2 separate regions of the Sus scrofa genome follow, and region 2 is linked to region 1. Evidence: chromatin contacts called from public promoter capture Hi-C data. All regions are on one chromosome and are shown on one strand. The core of a region is the stretch at or near the end of the contact, and the rest is flanking DNA. Distances in the headings are between cores, read along the strand shown. Region 1 holds the start of MTOR (serine/threonine-protein kinase mTOR). Region 2 holds the start of PLOD1 (procollagen-lysine,2-oxoglutarate 5-dioxygenase 1).

Region 1 (6,771 bases), core at 2,774-5,273:
GATGAAGTGTTTGCTCATCTAGTTCGTAAACGCTGGAGCTAAGTTTCAGATTCAGTGTGATTCCCAGATGCTTTTAACCACTGCTTTATAATGTCCACCAAAATGCCTCATACTTTGCAAGTGCTCAATAAATACTAGTTGTGATTTCAACCTAATGGATGAGAAAGCTCTTTGTAAACTGCAAAGACTTACAAATGCACGGATTTCTGTTGCTATAAAACCATCTTTGATTGTTAATTAGAAAATAGGGCCATCTCACGTCTTTGGGAGACAAAAATCTCATATATTTGCTGGTGGAAATGAACATTGGTACCTCCTTTATAGAGAATTTGACAACTCATAAAATGACATGAAATTATACTCCGTCTGACTCTAGCATCACATTTCTGGGCATTATTTTGTATACTCGCCAGGGAATAAAATTATATCTGTACAAAGGCATTCATTGCAGCATTAGTATTAATAGCAAGAACTTGAAAATAGCACATGTTGGAGTTCCCCTTGTGGCACAGTGGAAATGAATTTGACTATTGACCATGAGGTGGCGGGTTTGATCCCTGGCCTCTCTCAGTGGGTCGGGGATCTGGCGTTACTCTGTAGGTGACAGAGGCAGCTCAGATCTGGCGTTGCTGTGACTGTGGTATAAAAATAGAGGACTAGAAATATAAATTATGGTATAGCCATGTGGTGGAATACTATGCAGCTATAACAATAACAAAAGAACAAAGAAGCTTTCTATATACTGAGACAGAAAGCTCTCCAAGATATCACAAAATTTTAAAAAGTGCAGAACAGGGAGTTCCTGTCATGGTTCAGGGCTAACAAGCCTGACTAGTATCCATGAGGAAGCAGGTTCAATCCCTGACCTCCCTCAGTGGGTTAAGGATCCAGTGTTGCCATAAGCTGCATGTAGGTCACAGACACAGTTTGGATCCCCTGTTGCTGTGGTCGTGGCATAGGCTAGCAGCTGCAACTCCAATTTGATCCCTAGCCTGGGAAGTTCCATATGCCGTGGGTATAGCCTTAAAAAGACCAAAAAAAAAAAAAAAAGTGCAGAACAGTGTATATAGTATACAGTGTGTGTAAGAGGGAAATGAGAGCAGTTCCTGTTGTGGCTTAGTGGTCAGCGAACCTGACTAGCATCTATGAAGATGGCCCAGTTTCGATCCCGGGCCTCCATCAGTGGGTTAAAGATCCAGTGTTGCTGTGAGCTGTGGTGTAGGTTGCAGATGTGGCTCGGATCCTGCATTGCTGTGGCTGTGGAATAGGCCGGCAACTGTAGCTCTGATTGGACCCCTAGCCTGGGAACCTCCATATGCCACAGGTTCAGGCCTAAAAAATGACAAAAGACAAAAAAAAAAAAAAAAAAAAAAAAAAGAGAGAGAGAGAGAGGGAAATAATATATATTTACATTTGTTTTGTATTTACATGAAAAGAAACTCTAGGGATACATCAGAACTAAGAAAATAAGCAGTGAAGGGGCAGGAAAGGAGCAAGACTTTTCATGATAAATGTAATTTTTATTTGTTTTGAGATTTGAACAGTGAATGCATTACATATTCAAACATGTTTAATGATTAAATATAAAGATGTTGAACATAAGTGAAAAATGTGAAATTCAGAGGAACAATTATTTCACAGAAGAATCAATGTAATGAAAAAATTCTAAACCTAAAGCCATAATCACCTCCCCCCCCCCCCGGGATGGAACCTATACTTCCACAGAGACCCTAGCCACTGCAGTTGGATTCTTAATCACTACACCACAGCAGGAACTCCAATCATAACTTTTTTTTCCTTTTAAATCTGCCAAAGCATTTTGTTAGCCACAGAGTATTACCAAACCTCATTTAGATTTAAGACTCCTGGAAACTTACACTTCATCAACTATTTTTTTTCTTAAACCACACAAGTAGGGTGCTATGTATAAAGTTAGTGTATGTATAGTGTATTAAAAAAGGAGTTCCCATCGTGGCTCAGTGGAAATGAATCTGACTTGAATCCATGAAGATGCCTTGCTCAGTGGGTTAGGGATCCTGAGTTTCAGGAGCTGTGATGTAGGTCGCAGATGCAGCTCAGATATGGCGTTGCTGTAGCTGTAGCATAGGCCAGTGGCTACAGCTCTGATTCACCCCCTAGCCTGGGAAACTTCATATGCCATGTGGCCCTAAAAAGATTAAAAAAGAAAGAAAGAGAGAGAGAGGGAGGGAGGGAGGGAGGGAGGGAGCGAGAAAGAGAGAGAGAAAGAAAAAAGCATGCCTTTCCCAAATCCCATTACCTCTTAGCGGTATATTTTCCCTTTGTGAACATAGACACATAAGAAATATACAACTTGGAGTTCCCGTCGTGGCGCAGTGGTTAACGAATCCGACTAAGAACCATGAGGTTGCGGGTTCGGTCCCTGCCCTTGCTCAGTGGGTTAACGATCCAGCGTTGCCGTGAGCTGTGGTGTAGGTTGCAGAAGCGGCTCGGATCCCGAGTTGCGGTGGCTCTGGCGTAGGCCAGTGGCTACAGCTCCAATTTAACCCCTAGCCTGGGAACCTCCATATGCCTCGGGAGCGGCCCAAGAAATAGCAACAACAACAAAACAACAACAAAAAAGACAAAAGACAAAAAAAAAAAAAAAAAAAGAAATATACAACTTGTAAAAGGTTATATTAGACTTAAATTTTATAACCTGAATTTTTTTTAGCAGACTGTGAACCCTTTACTTTTTTAGCAAATATTCATCTAGATTGTGATTATTAATGCCTATGTGAGGTTTCGGTAATAGGAATGCATATTTTATTTAATCGGATTCCTATTATAAGATACAGGAATTTTTAAAGTTTATTGCAATAGACCATGCTTTAAAAAAAAAAAAATGAGATGTCAAATTTATTTTTGCTATTTTTTTTTTGTTTTGTTTTGTTTTTTTGCTTTGAAGGACCACATATGGAGGTTCCCAGTCTAGGGGTTAAGCAGAGCTACAGCGCCAGCCTATGCCACAGCCACACCAGATCCGAGCCATGTCTGGAACCTACACCACAGCTCACGGCAATGCCAGATCCTTAACCCACCGAGCGAGGCCAGGGATCGAACCCGCAACCTCATGGTTCCCAGACGTATTCGTTTCCATTGCAGCCACAAGGGGAACTCCTGCTATTGATTTTAGAAAGCTTTTTTTTTTTTTTTTTTTTTTTTTTTTTTTTTTTGTCTTTTTGCCATTTCTTGGGCCACTCCCCAGGCTAGGGGTCCAATCGGAGCTGTAGCCACCGGCCTACGCCAGAGCCACAGCAACGCGGGATCCGAGCCGCGTGTGTGGCCTACACCACAGCTCATGGCAACGACGGATCGTTAACCCACTGAGCAAGGGCAGGGATCGAACCCGCAACCTCATGGTTCCTAGTAGGATTCGTTAACCACTGCGCCACGACGGGAACTCCTAGAAAGCATGTTTTTAAAATGATCCTGCTTTGAAATTATTTATGAGTAACCCATTTAGCTAAAACTTGTCTATGGTTTCTTGCGAAAGATCTTACGACCTAGGTAATTTTGGAAAAGTGGGGAAATCCAAAAGCGCTTTCAAATGCGTATTTAACAAAAGAGAAATCACGAGTGCACAAGAAATGCTAGTCAGAAACTTCCACGTCTTTTACTCTAGTAACTATAGTGCGCAGGCATCGCTAAACTTTGATCTTGAAGATTAAACGCGGCGGGTTCTCGAGCCACGGTCTACTGCCTCGTGGTCCCAATCCCGCGGTACCCAGGCGGCGGACTCGGCGTGGCCACAGCCCAGGTGCTGAGGGGAAATATACTAGCGATGCACCGGATGTGTGCGTGGAAGTGACTGAAGTCAACTCACCAGCGATTGGTTTTTTCGAGAGGATCTAAGCTTTATTTCGCCTGCCACTGGCCACAGGGTTTGTCTATTTGAATAGTCTCCGCCCCGCGGAGAAGCCGGGTCCTGAAGCTTCACTTCTCCTTCATTACTATTGGTCTCCATTCCAGTCCATCTTCTTCTTGCGCCCATCGATTGGTCCTTTGTGTTGGGAGACTGCCCTCCCTCCCGCCCGGCTTAGAGGACAGCGGGGAAGGCGGGTGGTGGGGCTGGGGGCCTGAAGCAGTGGAACCGGCGCTGGTGGCGGCAGCTGAGCCCTCGGCCGAAGCCGCGCGGTGAGTCTGGGGCCTGGCACCGACCCCTCCAAGGCGGTGGAATGTCCAGACCCACGGCCAACCTGGTCCGTGGGGGGACCCCCAGGAAGTCGTGCGTTTGAGACGTGGGGTCCCCTCAGTACTGGCCCAAAGGACTTGGGCGCCGCCGGAGCCCTTGACCCCCGCGAGGCAACGCCCACCTCCTCCCGGATCCCCAGGAAACCCCCGGACCCTTTAGCTCACGCTATGTCTCTGGCGCCGTGAAGGCGGGCCCATGAGCTCCTGTATTGCTGGGGAGCATTTGGGTCGCCTTGCGCATCAGTCACCCCTATGAGCCACCTACCGATTGGCCTCCGAGAGGACCAGCGTCAGTGTCAGCCCCTTTAGCTCCACCGTGGAGACCTCTCAAGCACCCATTTCGCAGAGCTGAGCTGGGTTCCATCCCTGAGCTTCATCTCCTCTGCTTCCCCCGCCCCCATCCCTAGTTTCAGCCACCTGACGTTAACTTGTGTAAGCCCTCGCCAAGACCCTTAAGATAGATATTTCACTCCTAGTATTTTGACTTCTGCCTGGAGGCCTTAGACCTTATTAAGATATACTGGTTCCTTCCTTCGACTGGAAATTCTTTGCCAGCCTCCCTCCCCCTCGTCATAGACAAGCACCACACACTCTGTAGTAGTTTTCCCATTTGGAGCCCTTGGGTTTCCTCTCTCCTGAAGTTTGACACTTCCTTCTGCAGTCTTTGCACCCTTTCAGAACCAATTAGTCCCTGGTTTTTTTGTTTGTTTGTTTGTTTTTTCCTGCATTTCACAAATTCTTTCAAAAACAAGAATTTTGAAAATTTGATTTTCTAATATAATCAGGACATACCCTAGGATAGGTGTATATGTTACGGCCGTCGCAGTCTGGGCCGAGTTCTGTTATGGCCACTTTATTGTGGTTGCCGGATTGTCTGTACTTCCTCCTAGACTGTAAGCTTGCTGAGGGGAGGGGCAATACATAATTGTGGAACAAATGCCTGATCTCAGGAACTAATTAGTCTTTTTTTAGCTTACATTCCAAGTACTAGTCTTTATGGAACTGCGCTGTCCAATACAACAACCACAGGTGGCTTAGAGCACTTGAAAATGTTGAAATTGCTAAGTTGAAATTGCAGTAAGTGGAGTTTCCATTGGGGCGCAGCAGAAATGAATCCGACTAGTATCCATGAGGATGTAGGTTCGATCCCTGGCCTCACTCATTGGGTCAGGGATCCTATGTTGCCATGAGCTGTGGTGTAGGTGACACACACGGCTAGGATCCCATGTTGCTATGGCTGTGGTGTAGGCCGGTAGCCATAGTCTGATTTGACCCGAGCCTGGGAACTTTCATATGACGCAGGTGCAGCCCTAAAAAAAAAAAAAAGAAATTGCCGTAAGTGAATATATCAGTAATTTGGGGGGGAGGGAGGCAGTGGGCTGTGCCCACATCAAGCATCAGTTCCCGGGCCGGGGATCGAACGTGCGCTACAGCTGTGACAGTGCTGGATGTGTAACTGCTAGGCCACCAGGGAACACCTGTCATAACTTTTTATATTGTGACATGTTGAAATGATATTTGGATATATTGGAGTAAATAAAATAACTAATTTTGCCTGTATCTTTTGACCTTTGCTATGTGGTTACTAGGAACTTTAAAGTTACATTTGTAGCTCGTATTTCTGTCAGACCCGTGCTGCTATAGAATAACAATCAGTTTCCCTCTCTAAAGTGAATTTGAGGAGAGGGGCAGTCTTAGGCTTGCTTTGTTTTCTCTCACGCTCCCCATCTCTGCTACCTGGCTCTGTGCAACGTACAGAGTAGTAGTAATAATAATAATATTAACCCAGCAACTATTGCAAACTCACTGTGTGCCCAGCACTATGTTAAGCACTTTTTAACATGTATTAGCTCGTTTAATCTTCACATCAGTCCTCTGAGTTAGGTACTCTTATCCTCCGATTATAACTAAGATATTTGAAGTGTCTTCCTTGAGGTATATAATTTTGGACTGGATTCACACCCAGGTAGTCTGGCTGCACAGCCCATAGCATAATTTGACCTTCTCTGCTCTGCTGCCTCTTTCAACACCCGTGGTTATCAAATGAATTGAGGCTTTCTGCATGCTTTTCATTGGGGTCTCCCAGCCTTTTTAGGATCCCCAGCCTGATGTGGATGAGTGGAGGCCTGTGGGGGGAGGTGGGGCCATAGATTAGTTCACCGCCATGGTTTGTTATCCAGAATATTAAAGCCAGCTTCTCTCCAAAGAACCTCAGGGCAAAATGCTTGGAACCGGACCTGCCGCCGCCACCACAGCGACCACCACTTCCAGCAACGTGAGCGTCCTGCAGCAGTTTGCCAGTGGCCTGAAGAGCCGGAATGAGGAGACCAGGGCCAAAGCTGCCAAGGAACTCCAGCACTATGTCACCATGGAGCTCCGAGAGGTTGGAGCTGCTGCGGTTTGGGGCCCTTCATCATGGCCTTTTGGGGCTGCATGTGCCATTCCTGGTTTAGATGCCTCTTGACAGCTGATTGAGGGCTCAGAAAAGGCAAAGATTCTAGTTTAGAAAGGCACCCAATTTCTCAGGTCTGTAGAATGGGCAGGTTCCTTTGCCACAGT
Region 2 (6,771 bases), core at 2,387-4,886, 580 kb before region 1:
CTGACACCCCTGGAGCCTCAGATCTCAGCGGCTGTTGGGTTCCGGGCTGGTCCCTCCCTCTCCATGGCCAGAGGAAGGCCTGCAGGGAAAGGTGTGAGTCCAGGGAGTGAGCAGGGGCTCCGTTAGAAACATCTACAAATGGGAGAAAGGACCCTGTGGCATCTGGACTCCCCCACCCCCTCGGCTCTGTGCAAATTTGCTGGTACGGATGCTGCTCTAGGCCTTTCTCTGTCCCCCTGCATCAGTCTGGGGACTTCCCCAGGACAAGGTTCTCTGGGGGCAGAGGGCTGTGTCTCCCCACCAGATTGGGCATCCCCTGGGGTGAGAAGCTCTGTGTCCCCCCTGGGACCGGGAGCCCTGAAAGTGAGAACCGCCGTCTTTCTCTCCATGAGCTGGACCCTTGGGGATTGGGATGCGGGTGGATTCGCTGCTGAAAGCATCTCCACCCACCACACCCTGCACAGCAAACCCCCTGCCTGACTTCAGGCCTTGCTGTGCCCCCAAGGGACACAGGGCACCATCCCTGGGCCTGTCCCAGGGGAACACTCCTCAGCAGCTGCCCCGTCCTAGACACCTGGTGCTGGCACTCCTCAGCAGCTGCCCCGTCCTAGACACCTGGTGCTGGGCTGGGCATCAGCACCCAGCCCGGGGAGGAAGAAGCTGGCCTCTGCGAGTGGCTGATGGCTGTGGGCAGCTTGGGCAAGGCCTACAGGAAAGAACCCCCACCCGCTCTGTCTTCTTGGCCAGCAGGCTGCAGGGGCCCAACTAGCTGGGTCTGGCAGAGTTGGGGAGACTCCCCCAGGCAGCATCTCTGGGCAACATCCCCCCCATCCAGAGGTAGGGGTCAGCAGGAATGAGCAGAGGGTCTGAGTCCCAGATGATGACGCCACCTCCGACCAGCTGTGGCAACCTGAGGCCAGGTGCTCAACCTTTTAGAGACCCCGTCTTCCCAGGTGCAAAATGAGGCTAATGAGTCCTTATGTGTCAAAAGGGTCTGAACAGAGCAAGGAAAGCACAAGGCCTAAACTTGACAGTGACCTGCCACCAGCCACGGGTCTGAGGACCTGCTTACTGTCTATGAGGTATTTTAGATAGTTCCAATTAGACTCCTCTAGCCTGGGAGCCTCCATATGCTGCCCAGGTGTGGCCCTAAAAAGCAAAAAAAAATTTTTTAAATGTTTTTAAAAAGAAGGAAAATGCTTTTATTTATTTATTTTTATTTTTATTTTTATTTTTGGTGTTTTAGGGCCGCACCCACTACATATGGAAGTTCCTAGGCTAGGGGTGCAATCAGAGCTGTAGTTGCCGGCCTACACCACAGCTACAGCAACACCAGATCTCAGCCGCGTCTGCAACCTACACCACAGCTCAGAGCAACACTGGATCCTTAACCCACCCAGCAAGGCCAGGGATCAAACCTGCGTCCTCATGGATACTAGTCAAATTTGTTACTGCTGAGCCATGATGGGAACTCCCAGAAAATGCTTTTAAGGGCTGGGCATTGAGCTGAACTCTCACCAAAGGCCTCATCCCACCGAATCCTTGCAAGAGCGCTAGCACTGAGGTACCATCACCCTGGTTTTACAGGCTAGAACACCAAGCCTCACGGAGATAAATCACAACTGCTTTACCACGGGAGACATGTGGCTTTGGGCAGAACATGGCACCAAGAAAGTACTCAAGAAATGGTTTCCTGGCACAACACTGTAAATCAACTATATCTTTTTTTTTTTTTAGGCCACACCCACATCGTATGGAAGTTCCCAGGCTAGGGGTCCAATAGGAGCCGCAGCTGCCAGCCTGCACCTATACCACAGCCACAGCAGTGAGGGATCCAAGCCAAGTCTGTGACCTACACCACAGCTCAGGGCAACGCCGGATCCTTAACCCACTGAGCAAGGCCAGGGATTGAACCCATGTCGTCACGGATACTAGTCAGGTTCATTATCACTGAGCCACAACGGGAACTCCCTGAATCAACTACAATTAAAAAAAAAAAAGAAAAAAGAAATGGTGGTTCCCATCCCTTCCCCTGGCCCAAGGGTCTGTTAACCTACTACCCTGCCCCACCCCACTCCGAGGTTCTCTTGGAGGTGGGGGGGACGGGGGATGACGGAAGGTATGGCCAGTTCCATCTCTGCTTTGCTGGGACTGTCCCCGGTCTACACCCTCCTGGGACTTTCAGAGGCTCACTGGGCAGCCCTGAAGGTGGTCCACGGAGGGCTGGGGAGGAGAGAGGCACTCGCCCCCAGGATACTGGGACACACTTTGAAACCCAAGCTGCCTTGAGGATGCAGAAGGAGCATGAGGCGCAGAGTGCACCAGATCTGAGACCACCCTCTCCAAAGCTGGACAACCTGGGCAGCCACCACACCTGCCTGGGCCTTAGTTTCCTCAGGTGCAACCCAGAGAGGGGAAGACCCACCTGGCAGGGGCAGAGCAGACCACAGAGGACACAGGTGAAGGTCAGACGGCTCCCCATTGTGAGCCACCCCTCCCACCCCTACCCCTGCCCAGGGGCCCCTCACCCCCAGGTGGTGAGGCCTGGGTGTGAATCCTGGTTCCAAAGCCCACATGCTGTGTGACCCTGGGCAAGTGAACCGACTCTAGGGCCTCAGTTTGCCCAGCTGGAAAATGGGAATGGAAGGATGCACATCTTAAGGATGTGATCCTGCTAAACTGATGCCTGACTCAGAGCGAGTGCTCTGTAAAGAGTAGCTACTGTCATTATTACCAGCGGTCATATTACTTGCCCCTCTGGGACTGAACGGGACTTTGGCCCTTCCAGCTGAGCGACTGTGGGAACCCCAACCCTAAGAGGGAAGTGTTTTGTCCAAGTCACCAGCGAGTCAGTGGACATGGAGTCTGAACTCAGAAACCCTCCGAAGCCCAGGCCTCCCATACCGATGGGTCCTAACCGAGACGGCCCCCAGCCCAGCCCTCCCCCACCCCCATCCCTCTCTCCCGCTCCGGGCCTCGGGTCCTCACCCTCCGGTTTGGCGTCACCCTTCGTTTCGGTCAGAAGCAGCCAGCCCAGTGGGGCCAGAAGTAGCAGGAGCCGCATGGCCAGGGCCTGGGGACGTCCGGCTGATCCAGCGGCTCTCGCAAAAAAGCTGGAAACTTCGCGACGGGGCCGGTGATCCCGCTGCCACGCACTGGGCCCGCCCCGGGGGCGGTGTCGCCCCGCCCCCACCGCCTGGGGGAAGGGTTTTCTGCAGACTCGCCCGAACCCGCGGCCTCTCCGAGTCCGGGCAGCTCCCTCCGGCCTGTCTCTGCGGCTCCCGGGTCCTGCCGCCGCCGACTTCCTCCCACCTTTCTCCAGGGGGCTGCACTCCGACCAGGAAGAGAAGGGGAGATGGGGGCGAGGCAACAATTTCCATACCCCAGACTCCGAGCCAAGGCTGGATGGTATCCTGAGCCTCAGTTTCGCCCCGGAGAAGTGGGATTTATAATGGCATCTATTCCTCGGACTCTATGCGCGGATTAATGACATCGTTACCTGCAGTGCGTTTAGAACAGCGCCTTGATAAACCCTCTAAATCTCAGTTCATGAGATTTCCTGAGTCCTTGGCCAGGGCCATGGCTATCAGGGTCTGAGCCTGGAGTGGGTGAGGCAGGGCAGCAATGTGTTCAGAAGCATCCACACCCCTGCGGAGCGGCTCCTGGCTGCTGGAAGTGAAGAAAGCACATGACCCCCCCCTCCACACACACACACACCATCCTTGCAAAAAGAGACTCACTTAGTCTGCCTTTTTGTCCCCGGGAGGCAAAGGTAATCTCCCATCCAGGGAAGGTCTTGTTCATGAGGTCCCATTGAATGAATGAATGAATGAAAAAGTGTTCCCTGGTGGCCTAGCAATTAAGGATCTGATGTGGTCACTGCTATGGCTTGGGTCACTGCTGTGGCACAGGTTCCATTCCAGGCACAGGAACTTCTGCATCCCACAAAGCGAAAGAAAGAAAGAAAAAGGGGAAGAGGTGCTCTCATCGTGGCGCAGCAGAAACGAATCTGACTAGGAACTATGAGGTTGCAGGTTCGATCCCTGGCCTCACTCAGTGGATCCGGCATTGCCGTGAGCTGTGGCGTAGCTCGGATCCCACATTGCTGTGGCGGTGGCATAGGCCGGTGGCTACAGCTCCGATTAGACCCCTAGCCTGGGAACCTCCATATGCCACAGGTGCGACCCTGAAAAGACAAAAATTTAAAAAAAAAAAAAAAGAGGAAGAAAGAAAGGAACCATTTAGGGTCTTTTCACAGATGTGGATCTTCAAGGCCCAACAAAGAACTCAATGGTTTTTAGAATGAGAACTCCTGGAGCAGAGGTCAGCTAGAGGCAACCATCTCTTGAGAAACAACAACAGCAAAACTCCCAAAACTCCCTTCCTTGGAAGAGACCCTGAAACAGAGGTGTGGGGGCCTATTTTCAGCAAGTTAGGCTCCAGAGAGGTGGGTAGTGAGTACAAACCTGGGTGGCGGAGGGAAGAGAAACGTCCTGGTTATCAGTGAGCAACGAATATACACCATATACAGTCCAAACAAAGCCAACACATGTTCTTGTTTGAAGGTAGGTACAACCCCTGGCCACCAAGGAGGTCATCTCATTGTAGAGAGATTTGTTACCGTAAAGACGGTAAAAGTGAGGCCTGGGGGGCGGGGGGGGGGGTACCCAGCAGCACGGTCAAGGTCAAAAGGCAACTAAAGTGAAGAGACATGAATGCAATCCAGAGCCACCCATCTGGGACCTGGAACTCAGGGGTGGGGGTGGTTTTTGCAGCTGGGGACAGGATTTGGTGCCAGAGTCAACCGGATGTTTTTGCATGCAGGAGCCTGCAGACTGAAATTCCAGCTCCTCCAAGGAGGAAATGAAAGGATAAGCAGAGGGGAAGAGTCGGAGCATGTGTCGGCTGGCTCAGTTTTCAAAGCTCTGACTCAGGCCATGTTGCCCACAGCCCTGCGAGGTGGGCAGTCATGGCTCCATTTTCCGAAATAGGAAACCGGGGCTCAGAGAAGTGACGCCAGTTGCTCGAAGTCACACAGCTGATGTGGGACCACATCAGGGAGGTGACTTAGAAACTCAGCTCACCCTTTGCATTTGCTGGGGCCCAAGGAGTACCTGGATGATGATGTACTGTGGGCAGAAAGAAAGATCCTTGGGGGCCCCCAGAGTCATTGTAAAACTGGAGAGGGATCAACCTTGGAGGCTGCTGCCCTCCCTCGGAGAAAGGATTCACCCTGGCGAGACCTGCCTGCCGCAACTTCGGTATTTATTTCCCTGCTCCCTTCGCCAAATTGCTGGAACTTGAACTCGGTCCAAGCGTCATCCAAAAGGAGGGCCGGTCTCTTTAAGCAGCTTGGCTGCTGCCCAGATGTTACTCCTGGTACGTGCTGCACGTGTTGTGTGTAGTTAAAGGCAAAGGACTCTGCTTTTCTGGGAAGGAACTGGAAGGAGAGCTGGGCTGGGGGCGCTATTGTCTGCTACCATGAGGGGCTTTTCCCCCTTTCATCCTGTGCTTTTCTCCACTCTTACCATTTCCTTTCTTTTCTTTTTCTTCTTCTTTTTTCTTTTTAGGCTGCCCCGAGGCACATGGCATTCCCAGGCCAGGGATCAGATCTGAGCCACGTTTGTCACCAAGGCTGCAGCTGTGGCAACTCCAGATCCTTAACCCACTGCTGAGCTGAGGATCGAACCTGCATCCCAGCAGTGCAGCGACACTGCCCATCCCGTTGCGCCACAGCGGGAACTCCACCGTTTCCTTTCTTGACCCTAGGCAGAGCGATGACCTCAGTGGACAGCCACATTCTGTGCTGCCAGCGGGCCTCCTCCCTGCCCCACACCTATCAGCTGGTCCCACGGGTAGCTCCTTCGATGATAATAATAATACTATGTTTTCAAATTGTCCCTTTAAATGAAAAAAAGTAACATACAAGGGTAGATCATATGCTACAATTTCCGTGAAGGGAAATGTAGACATCTATGTGTATGTGTTTGTGTATCTGTAAGTGAGTAAAATTTCTGGAAGAGGATCCGAGGAACAGGAAGCAGTGGTGGCATTTGGAGAGAGGAACTAACTGGCTGGGGGTCCTAGGAAAGAGGAAGACTTAATGGCCACTCTTCACCCTCTTGTATATTCTGAATTTTGTGCCATGTACACGTTTCCTAGTAAAACTGAAGAGTGAATGGTTATCTTAAGCCAGGTAGTATGCTAAATGCTTAACTTGTTTGTGAAAACGTCACATCTCAGAGGACTCCTGTGCTGTCTCGTGATCCCCATTTTATGGATGGAGAAACTGAGGCCCAAAGTTAGCTGACTTGCTAGCAAGGGACAAGGTCAAGATTCAAAACCCAGGCAGCCTGGTGCCAGCGTTCTTGGTCTTGGCCTCCTGGCTTTGCTGTGGCTGTGTTGCTGATCCTGGGTTGTGATTCCCTCCCAGGGGCGTGTTTGAGAGCCGTGAGGGAGTTCAGAGCACCAATAATAAACCTTGTCTTTGATGTAGAAATCTACTTCCAATAATTGCTCCCCCAGAAGCAGTCACAAAAGTGGGCCAAGTTATATGTCTCTTCCATGGATGTTTGTAATGGCAAAAATAATGATGTGGGTTTTCATTGAGTGTGCACTTACCCATGTCATACACCCGGCTTGCTTTGCCTGCCTTAACTTATTTGTTTCTCAAAAACCTAAGAGGCAGATTCTCTGGTCATCCCCCTTTCAAGGGTGGGTTCAAGCCTGCCTTAGTCCTTTGCTCTCACCTCACCCTGCCTCCCAACTATT

The links. Promoter capture Hi-C pulls out the DNA fragments that hold promoters and counts their contacts.
Region 2: a contact with region 1 is called in a promoter capture Hi-C map of liver, with 3 times the contacts expected there. The contact joins the promoter of PLOD1 here to the promoter of MTOR in region 1. A contact is called at or near these places in 1 of 5 promoter capture datasets (liver), 2 of 47 Hi-C or Micro-C datasets (heart right ventricle and liver) and 1 of 2 datasets of contacts at active chromatin or transcription factors (alveolar macrophages).

Annotation. Positions count from the first base shown.
Region 1 is chr6:71,410,165-71,416,935 of Sscrofa11.1, reverse strand. MTOR (serine/threonine-protein kinase mTOR) reads left to right here and starts at 4,023. Exons shown (of 58, transcript XM_003127584.6): 1 at 4,023-4,155; 2 at 6,420-6,595. The coding sequence starts at 6,434.
Region 2 is chr6:71,984,803-71,991,573 of Sscrofa11.1, reverse strand. It overlaps PLOD1 (procollagen-lysine,2-oxoglutarate 5-dioxygenase 1), which reads right to left and starts at 3,636. Exons shown (of 19, transcript XM_003127577.5): 1 at 2,989-3,636. The coding sequence starts at 3,064.